Regions from separate parts of the Mus musculus genome. Here all the other regions are linked to region 1. The links are chromatin contacts, called in public HiCAR-type and promoter capture Hi-C maps. All regions are on one chromosome and are shown on one strand. Each heading gives the region's core, a stretch centred on a gene start, on an enhancer-like site or on the middle of the called end of the contact. The rest is flanking DNA. Distances are from core to core; before and after follow the strand shown. Region 1 holds the start of Smchd1 (SMC hinge domain containing 1). Region 2 holds the start of Slc30a6 (solute carrier family 30 (zinc transporter), member 6). Region 3 holds the start of Spast (spastin).

Region 1 (2,817 bases), core at 200-2,699:
ATGTAGGCCTAGGAAGACTGACAAAAAGCAAATTACAATAAGATTTTACAGAAATCTCATGATAGTTGGAGGTTATTCTCGTGTCTCCTGTCTCTCAGGTGCCCTTTCAAGAACATGACCAGCTTTTGGTCACAACTTCACCTACCTCACCTACTGTTTCATTTTCTCTTCTTCCAGTCATACTATTTATGCCGCTCTACGCAAACCTTCACACTTTTGTATGTCTGGCCAACTGTCCTTGGTGCCAACAACCCGGTCTGTTTCCAAGGTGCATTGACTTTGAGTCTAGCTTTACCATTGATCATTAAGGCTCCTGCGAACCTAGTAAAACAGCACCCTTAAATCTGATCCAACTTCTAGACACATAAAAGAACTCAATTAATTAATGGGTTTCATTAATTTACACGTTTCTCTCAAGTACAAAGCATCCAGGTTTTAAGAATCAGAGAGCAAGCATCTGGCAAGGTTACCCGCCCCCCCCCATTCCTTGCTATCTGTAGAGTCAGAAGCGCATCCCCCAATAATTATGCTCAAGTTTTCTTTTTTATTTATTTATTATTGGATATTTTCTTTATATACATTTCAAATGCTATCCCGAAAGTTCCCTATGCCCTCCCTCCACCCTGCTCCCCTACCCACCCACTCCTGCTTCTTAGCCCTGACATTCCCCCGTACTGGAGCATATAAAGTTTTATGCTCAAGTTTTCGAGGAGGCTGTCTTACACATTGCACGCTTAGAAGCTGACTCAACCTCGGTGAGTAGGTTAGGTATTATCCCAAGACTCCCAGCCGCCTAAAGCCTCAGAGCCTGGCTAACCCGGGGGCGCGCATCGCGGCCTCGTGACGTCAGAGACCCGCTCTTCCTCGAGGCCGAGCTTTTGTCTCATTGTCCCACAGTAGAACCCACCCACGACGGCGAAGGAAGCGTGCAAGCAGAGCGGTGCCCGGTGTTTTAGCTAGTGTCCACCGCACCGGGACCCAGGTGGTGCAAGCTTCCAGCCGCCGCGTCCGCCCGACTTGGTAGCGCCCTGGAGACCGCATGGCTAGGGGGAAGGCGCCAGGGCCCTGCAGCGGGAGCCTGCATAGACCCTGGGGCGACACGCTTGCGAGTTGCGCCCCCCCCCACCTCCCCCCGCGAAGGCCCCTAAGGCGCTGGAAGCCAGCTTCCAGGCCGTCCCCAGTCCCCGCGGTCCGCAGGAGCCCGGGGGCGTGGCCTGGGCGCGAAGCCCCGCCCCACCTTGGCCAGCCCCGCCCCGCCCCACGGCCTGCTGGACTAGCCGGGTCTCCGTCCGCCGTCCTCTTCCTCCTGCGCAGCAGCCACGGCGGCGGCCCGCTCTCAGGTCACGGAAGGAGGCTTGGTGGGCGGCGGCGTACGTAGCTGGCGGGCTCTGAGGCGCGCTCAGCGCGTCCCTGTGTTCGCGGGTCGCGGAAGTGACGTACGGCACCCCGGCAGAAGCGCGTTTGAATCGGTTCCCGGGTTACTTCCCGGCCGCTGCCCACAGTCGGTGCTGCGCGGCCCGCTGAGGCTCGGAGCCGCGGCGGCTGGAGCCGAGGGCACGCGCGGGGTCGGTGTCTCCGGGAAGCGCGCCCGAGAGCCGCAGGGCCTTCTCTTTTTTTCTCCCTCAACATGGCAGCGGAGGGCGCCAGCGATCCCGCCGGCCTCTCGGAGGGATCTGGGAGAGATGGCGCCGTCGACGGCTGTAGGACGGTGTACTTGTTTGACCGGCGCGGGAAGGACTCGGAGCTAGGGGATCGCGCACTGCAGGTCTCGGAGCACGCGGACTACGCGGGGTTCCGCGCTTCTGTGTGTCAGGTACGTCCCGGGGCGCTGGAGGGATGCTCGCGAGGAGGTGAGGGTAGGTGGCCTGAAGCCTGGGTGGGTCACCGCCATAAACTTGTCAGATGGCCGGGATCTTGCGGCCTTGGCCTCTGCCGGGTGCCCACGTTGCGGATGATCCCTGGTTGGATGTCCCGGCCGGCCTGGCTTTGGCCAAGAAGGATGGGATCACGCCCCTCCGTGGGCCCGTGCTGGTCTAGCGTTCGGGACTTCCAAGTTAGTGGGCGCTTATAGGTTTAGTTACTGCTTTATGGTTGCAGAGTAGTTAGTGCATCCTCCTGTCGGAGAAGCACCTGTGTTTGTCCTAGTTTGTAACTTCAGAAGATGCAGAGTTGCATCCACTGGACAGTCAGTGTTGCGAGGGTTGCGCTGTTTGGTGGTGGTGGGGGGGTGAGATTCCAGGAGTCCGGGTACCTCAGGTTCAGGGAGGTGATGGAGGGAGTCTTTTACCGGCTTGTCTTGTCAGAAAGGTTTGCCTGGTCCGTCCCAGCAGGATTCTTCTACAGAGTAATACTAAGTTAGGTTAGTATTAGGAGCTGTCCTGGTTCTCTGAGCTCCAACTTCCTTGGGAGTTCCTGAACTAGCTCTAAGTGACCATGCGGACAACAAAGAACGAGTATACCTGCTTGGGGGGAAAAAAAAAAGAATGACTACGTAGCAAGACGTGCTTTATACTGTGAGATGCTTTATAGGTTGTTGTTGTTCTTACTGTTGCCTGAGCTTGAGTATGTTGGGGGAGGGGTATTGCGGGGTTTTGTTTTGAGGTCTTGCTGTGTAGCTCAGGCTAGCCTAGAAGTCTCTGTTGACCAGGTTGGCCTCGAACTTTATCCGCCTTTGCTGTCCAGTGTTGGTAGTCACAGACCCAAGTGCCACCGTTCTGGGCTCTGAACTTTTAAAAGAAGAATATGGCAATAAAACAGTGTTTTAAACAGTGTTTTCCTTCCAGAAAACCTAGTTTAGGACACTGATTCTCAGCTTTC
Region 2 (2,817 bases), core at 161-2,660, 2.9 Mb before region 1:
GATTACTGAAATTTTATGAAAATACTGTGTGTGATTTTCCCCCTATCAAGGGCTAGAACTATGATTCACAAATCAAGAGTATTCACTGCTCTTACAAAGGACACAAGTTCAGTTCCCTGTGCCCACACGGCACTCACAGTTGTCTGTAACTCCACTCCCAGGAGATTCAACACCCTCATTTTACTTCCCCGGGCACCAGACACGTACTTTGTGCACCAAGAAACAGGCAGACAAACATCCATACACAAAATTTAAAAAAAAAAAAAAATCTGGGAACCAGAGAGATGGCTCAGTACTTGAGAACACAGGCTGTTCTTCCAGAGGACCTAAGCTTGACTCCTAGCATCCACATCTGCTCACAGCTCCCTGTAACTCCAGCTCCAGGGATCTAATGTCTCTGGCTTTCTCCCACAGCTGCACCCACGTGCACATAACCACACAATTTAAAAGAATACGGTGAATTCTTTTACAGATCTTCATTAGACATTTTAATATATAATATTTTAATGTTTTGGTTTTTCGTTTTTTTCGAGACAGGGTTTCTCTGTATAGCCCTGGCTGTCCTGGAACTCACTTTGTAGACCAGGCTGGCCTCCAAAGAAGGAAACTTTATGGTGGCAACAGTAAGAACACAAATATGTCATTGTCGTATGTAAGTTACCAGTAAGGGCTCAATGAGTTTTTGTGATCGTTTCAAAGGGCGGTCAGCACTCTGACATCTGAAAACGCAACCACCCGTTCACCTTTACAGAATACTGAGATAATTATGTTTGACTTACGCGTTTTGTTGTTTGGTTTTAGATTATGGGGTTTTTTTGTTTTTTTTTTTCGGGTCAGAGTCTCTATTTAACTCAGGGTGAACTTCGAAGTGCAATCCTCCTGCCTCAGTTTCCTGAGTTGTAGGCCAAAGGCATGTGCCAAAACACTCAGCTTAATAATTAACTCAATAATTTTTAGGAAAAACCTGACATTCCAACAACCATAGCGTATACTAGAACCTTTCCCGAGCTGCTCCACTAACCCTTTCTGTAGCCGCTGCTCAGTGCCGAGCTATTCAAACACTGAAAAGCAAACGAGTGAACACGCCCTAGAAAGCCCCACGCAAGCCTCAAGTCGCTGATGGCGTTCACTTGTTCTCAGAGGAAGCTTTAATTTTAACATTAGGCAAATCTGGCATTTCCCAGCTGTAGAGGCACAGAGCAGGAACCCTTCAAGAACCCGAGCGCTGGGAACCCCAGCGCAGGCCCGACCACGCGGTTCCGAGCAGCTGCGGTACAGCAGGGCGCTCGAGCGAGGAAGCAGGAGGGAAACATCCCGCAAGAATCCCGCACACCCCACGGCCAACTCACCATGGTAAGGAGCCGTACAGCTCCCGCCGGAAGACGCTCTGAGAAGTCGCATTTCTCAAGCGGAAGGGGCGGGCCTTCAGAATCCGATTGGTTGCAGGGCGAGGGGGCGGGACTGCGCATGTACCCTAGGTCGCCGTCTTTTTGTTCTCCGCCGCCTGGGAAGTGGGCGGATTAGAGCTGCTCTGGGCGGGGCTGCTCGCCCAGGGAAAGGGTGGGCATTTATCACCTTGGGAGGAACTTTGAGGTCTGTTCAAAGTCTTCTACCAGAGTGTGAGTTTATTACAGTTTATACTCCTGTTTTAAAAATGAAGAAGCAGGAACATTAAGAAATGTCACAGTAAGGCCGGGCAAGTCTCGCTGATTTCGAGGTCAGGCTCCTCGAGGTAGACTCAGCCTATGTTAAAAATACATTTATCAAATTCCCAACTGTTTCATTAAAAATAATGTCGCAGAAAACGCTTGGCTTAAGAACACAAGGATTCGAGTTAAATCACAAGAACCTACGCCGTCACGATGGCCACACCTGTTTGATCTCAGCACTCAGGAAAGCAGAGGCAGGCATATCCTTAGTGACTCGATTTCAAAAACCCAGGTGAACGTCAACCTTAAGTATAAGGTTGTTCTCTGGCCTCCACGAGCACTTTACTGGTGCACGTCACCGGTCAGGGTGCAGCATCGCCTGCGTACTATTCTAACGCTGGAGGCTGAGGCAGGAAGACTACACTACACAGCAAAACTGTCTCAAAACCAAAACGAACGAGTGAGTGAGTGAGTGAGTGAGTGAGTGAGTGAGTGAATGAATGAATGAATGAATGAATGAAAAGAGGTGATGGCTTTTCCTGACTCCAGTCATCCAAGTGGCTACTGCAGTTTAAGAGGATCTGACACCACCACCAGGTGGTAGAGCCCTTAGGCATGACACACAAGGGTTCAATTGCCTAAACTGGGTGCAAACCTGTAACCCTATAGATTTGGTAGCTGAGGTAGAAATATTCAGTTCAAGCATACTTGGGGTTTAGAGTAGGTCACTGTCAGCCTCCCCAGTTAGTGAGAGCATCTCAAATTTAAGGAAAAAATAAGCACTTGTAGCTGGAGTCCACTGTTTTGTATATGGTGCCTGTCTTGGGAAGCTGTGGCAGGACACTGAATTCAAGTCACACTTCACTACGTAAAGTACCAAAAAGACAGAACAATAAGAGAGGGATTTCTTAGGGAGAATACTTTCGGGGGTGGGGGGTGGGGGAGAAGGAAGGGTGAGACAAGGACTAAAATTTATTATATACCAGGAAACTGTCCAAGAATAAAATATTTTTAAAAATCTGAAGCATGCCTTAAGTCTTATATGTTTCATAAGCTAGTGTGGAACTCAGAATAGCTGACTTTGAACTGAAAATACTTGGCTTTATCCCATAACAGAGTTTTAAATCTCTACAGTTTCTTTCTTGCACAGTCATTGTAGCCTATAAAG
Region 3 (2,817 bases), core at 111-2,610, 2.9 Mb before region 1:
ATCTTGTAAGTAGTAATTTCATCTGTAAAAGACCTGTACTGATAGTACTCTGACCTCAGAATTATTGTGAGGATCAAAGACACATGCAAAATGAATTGACAATGCCTGCCACACAGAAAGGCGAAGAAAAGATGTTGCTTGAAGGAAACCTGAAGTATGCAGTATTCCTGCCTTCACTGCGAGGCAGGAGCGTTTGTTTTATCTTCTATGGTAGAATGATATATGCCTGTTTACCCAACTCATTCATTTAATATTTTTAACATTAAAATTTAGAAACTCGAGAGTGCCTTGGAATAAAATAAAAATAACAAAATAGTAAAAACTAAAGCAACTAGCGGTTGAAATACAGCTCAATAAAAAAGAAATCTTCAAGACTCACTATATTGGTAAAAATAATTCATGAAACTTCAGAATATGGCAAATCCGGCTCTAAGTATAAGGAGCTACTACTCCTTTCAAATCCAAGTCAACCCCCCCCTTTTTTTTTTCCTCTCCAAACACTACAGAACCCTTCTCAATGAAGTTTATACACAGCTGTTTCGATACCAAAACCTTTTGGAAGCCCAGCTCAGAGAAAGCAACACTGTTTACAGTGTTAGAAAGAATCCCGTGTGGTCGGTCACTCTAGGCCAACTGTCACTGTCACCAGCACGCCTGGGTGTCTCACGGGGACTTGGGTCATGCACAAGTGTGGGGGTGCTGAAACAAAGTCGAGTCAGGGCGCCCTGAAAGGGGTGAGGATCAACTAACTAGGCGTCGCACAGCAGGATCTGGCCTGTGGGGACTCGGACTCCCGAGGCAGATCAACTCCGGGGGTGCAGGAAAGGGACGCAAGTGGCGTCCTCCCAGGGCCGCCCGCCCCGGCCAGCCCGCCGGCCTCCCTCCAGCCCCCCAGTAGTACCTTTCTCTTCCTCGTCGATGCGCAGGGCAATGGAGATGTACTCGAAGGCCTGCTTGTGGAAGACGCGGACGCTCTCGGCCTCGCCACCCGGTCCGGGCTCTGGGGGCGAGGGCGAGGCGGGCGCCGGCGCGGTCCCGGAGCTCCTCTTGGCGGCCATGAGGGCGCGGGAGAAGCGCTGGCAGAGCCACGCGAAGAGGAGCCCCAGGTGGCAGGCCAGCAGGCGCAGCAGGGCGAAGCCGACGACCAGCGGGGACGAGAAAGAAGACGGGTTCCGCTTAGGCGGCGAGCCGGCCGCAGGGGCCGGGCCGGCGGCAGGGGCGGGGACCGCGGCGGGGGGCGGAGGCCTGGCGGGCGCCGGGCTCGCGCCGCCCGAGCCTTTCTTCTTCCGTCGTCCGGCCGGAGAACTCATTCACAGCTCCCACTGCCGCCGCCGCCATAACCCGCTTCCCGCAGACCGACGGCGACCAAGCGGCGGCGGCGGCGGCCACTGCCACTGCGGCGGCGGGGGCCCACGGAGCCGCTCGCGCGCCAGCCGGAGCCCGGGAGCCTGGCACCTGCACGCGCCGCTCGCCGGCCCCGCCCCTCGCTCCTCAGCTGCCCAGGAGCACAACCCCGTCTCCTCCTCCTCCTCCTCCTCCTCCCGCCGCGGCCGGTGGCTCCTGCCCCTCCTTTCCTTCTGTCCCCTGGGCCGCTGGCACCTCGCTGCGGCGGCCGGGCACGCGCACGTCCTCGGTGAATGGCTCTGGTGCGCGCGCGTACGCCGCCGTCTTTGTTGACCTGGGAGCTTGTGCGCATGTGCGGCATCCTCCTACCCCCCACGCCCCTGCTATGCCCCTTTCTCTGGGAACCTCAGTTCTGTAGGCGCGGTTCGGCTTGCGATGGTCCCAGGGGTTCGTCGCTCCGCAGGTTCTTCGACTTTTGAAGAATCGGAATAGGGAGCTTTGATAATAAATTTTTAAATGGGGGTTAACAGCGTTTGAGTGGCTTTACTAGTGCTCAGGTCTGCTGTCTCGCAGTGCGGTTGTTTGCCTTTGTGTGAGATGCTGACCTCCAACTCCTCTTGTAGCTGAGGAAGGAGGCCTTCAACTCCTGATCTTTCTGCCTCCGTCTCCCCAAAACTAGGATTACAGGTGTGCATCATCACTCCTATTGCTTTATATATCTTTGTTTTCTGCTGGTTGAGCCAATAGGTCTTTTGCAAAGGATGGCTGATCTGAGTTTCGTATCAGAGGCAGTGTGTAGCAATTTGGGTATGTTAGCTGAGAGGGAAACAAGTTGCAGAGACAAAGTTCAAGACATCCTAAAGGGAAAACTTTATTACCACGAGGACCACGAACCCTACTTTCAACTAACCTATTACACGTTTGTGTTATCTCAGGATTAGTTATGTGAATGCAGTCATTCTTGGGTTTTGCCTAGTTACCATACTTGGTAGAATCCATACTATCTGTGTGTGCACGTGGATGTGTGTATATGTCTTCACCATTTCTTCCTTTGGTAGACTATCTATCTACTCAATATTTCCCATATTCTAATGATCAGCAGTTGTTCTACAGATCCTGGATCACATAGAGGAAAACAAACCGTGGGCCAGTCAGACTCCTGCGAACTGGCATCTGGAAATAGAAGTTAGTTGAAATCAAAAGCTCTAAGAGCCAGTCGATGCCATCTGTATTCCCAGAGTTTTTGGATTCCTAGACTATATTGCCTATCCAATAAACTATTCAGTCTTTCCTCTTTCTCCCTCCCTCGCCCATCCCCCTCCCCTCATCCCTGTCTTTAAAAACAAACAAACAAAACCACCCCCTCTCATTTCAGTTTGCCACAATTATTTCTTGTTGCCTAAATGAGTGACTACTAACACAAAGTCTCTATTGTTTCCAGTGTGAGGCATACAGATCCCCTGTGAGCGCATA

What was found. Promoter capture Hi-C pulls out the DNA fragments that hold promoters and counts their contacts. HiCAR-type assays count read pairs that join an accessible place to other places.
Region 2: a HiCAR-type map of astrocytes shows a contact between it and region 1, with 8 times the contacts expected there. The contact joins the promoter of Slc30a6 here to the promoter of Smchd1 in region 1. A contact is called at or near these places in 1 of 39 promoter capture datasets (embryonic stem cells), 1 of 115 datasets of contacts at active chromatin or transcription factors (astrocytes) and 1 of 9 other capture datasets (adipose tissue).
Region 3: a contact with region 1 is called in a promoter capture Hi-C map of embryonic stem cells, with 5 times the contacts expected there. The contact joins the promoter of Spast here to the promoter of Smchd1 in region 1.

Annotation. Positions count from the first base shown.
Region 1 is chr17:71,473,975-71,476,791 of GRCm38.p6, reverse strand. It overlaps Smchd1 (SMC hinge domain containing 1), which reads left to right and starts at 1,449. Exons shown (of 48, transcript NM_028887.4): 1 at 1,449-1,813. The coding sequence starts at 1,628.
Region 2 is chr17:74,394,201-74,397,017 of GRCm38.p6, reverse strand. Slc30a6 (solute carrier family 30 (zinc transporter), member 6) reads right to left here and starts at 1,410. Exons shown (of 14, transcript NM_144798.6): 1 at 1,350-1,410. The coding sequence starts at 1,352.
Region 3 is chr17:74,337,530-74,340,346 of GRCm38.p6, reverse strand. Spast (spastin) reads right to left here and starts at 1,360. Exons shown (of 17, transcript NM_001162870.1): 1 at 902-1,360. The coding sequence starts at 1,310.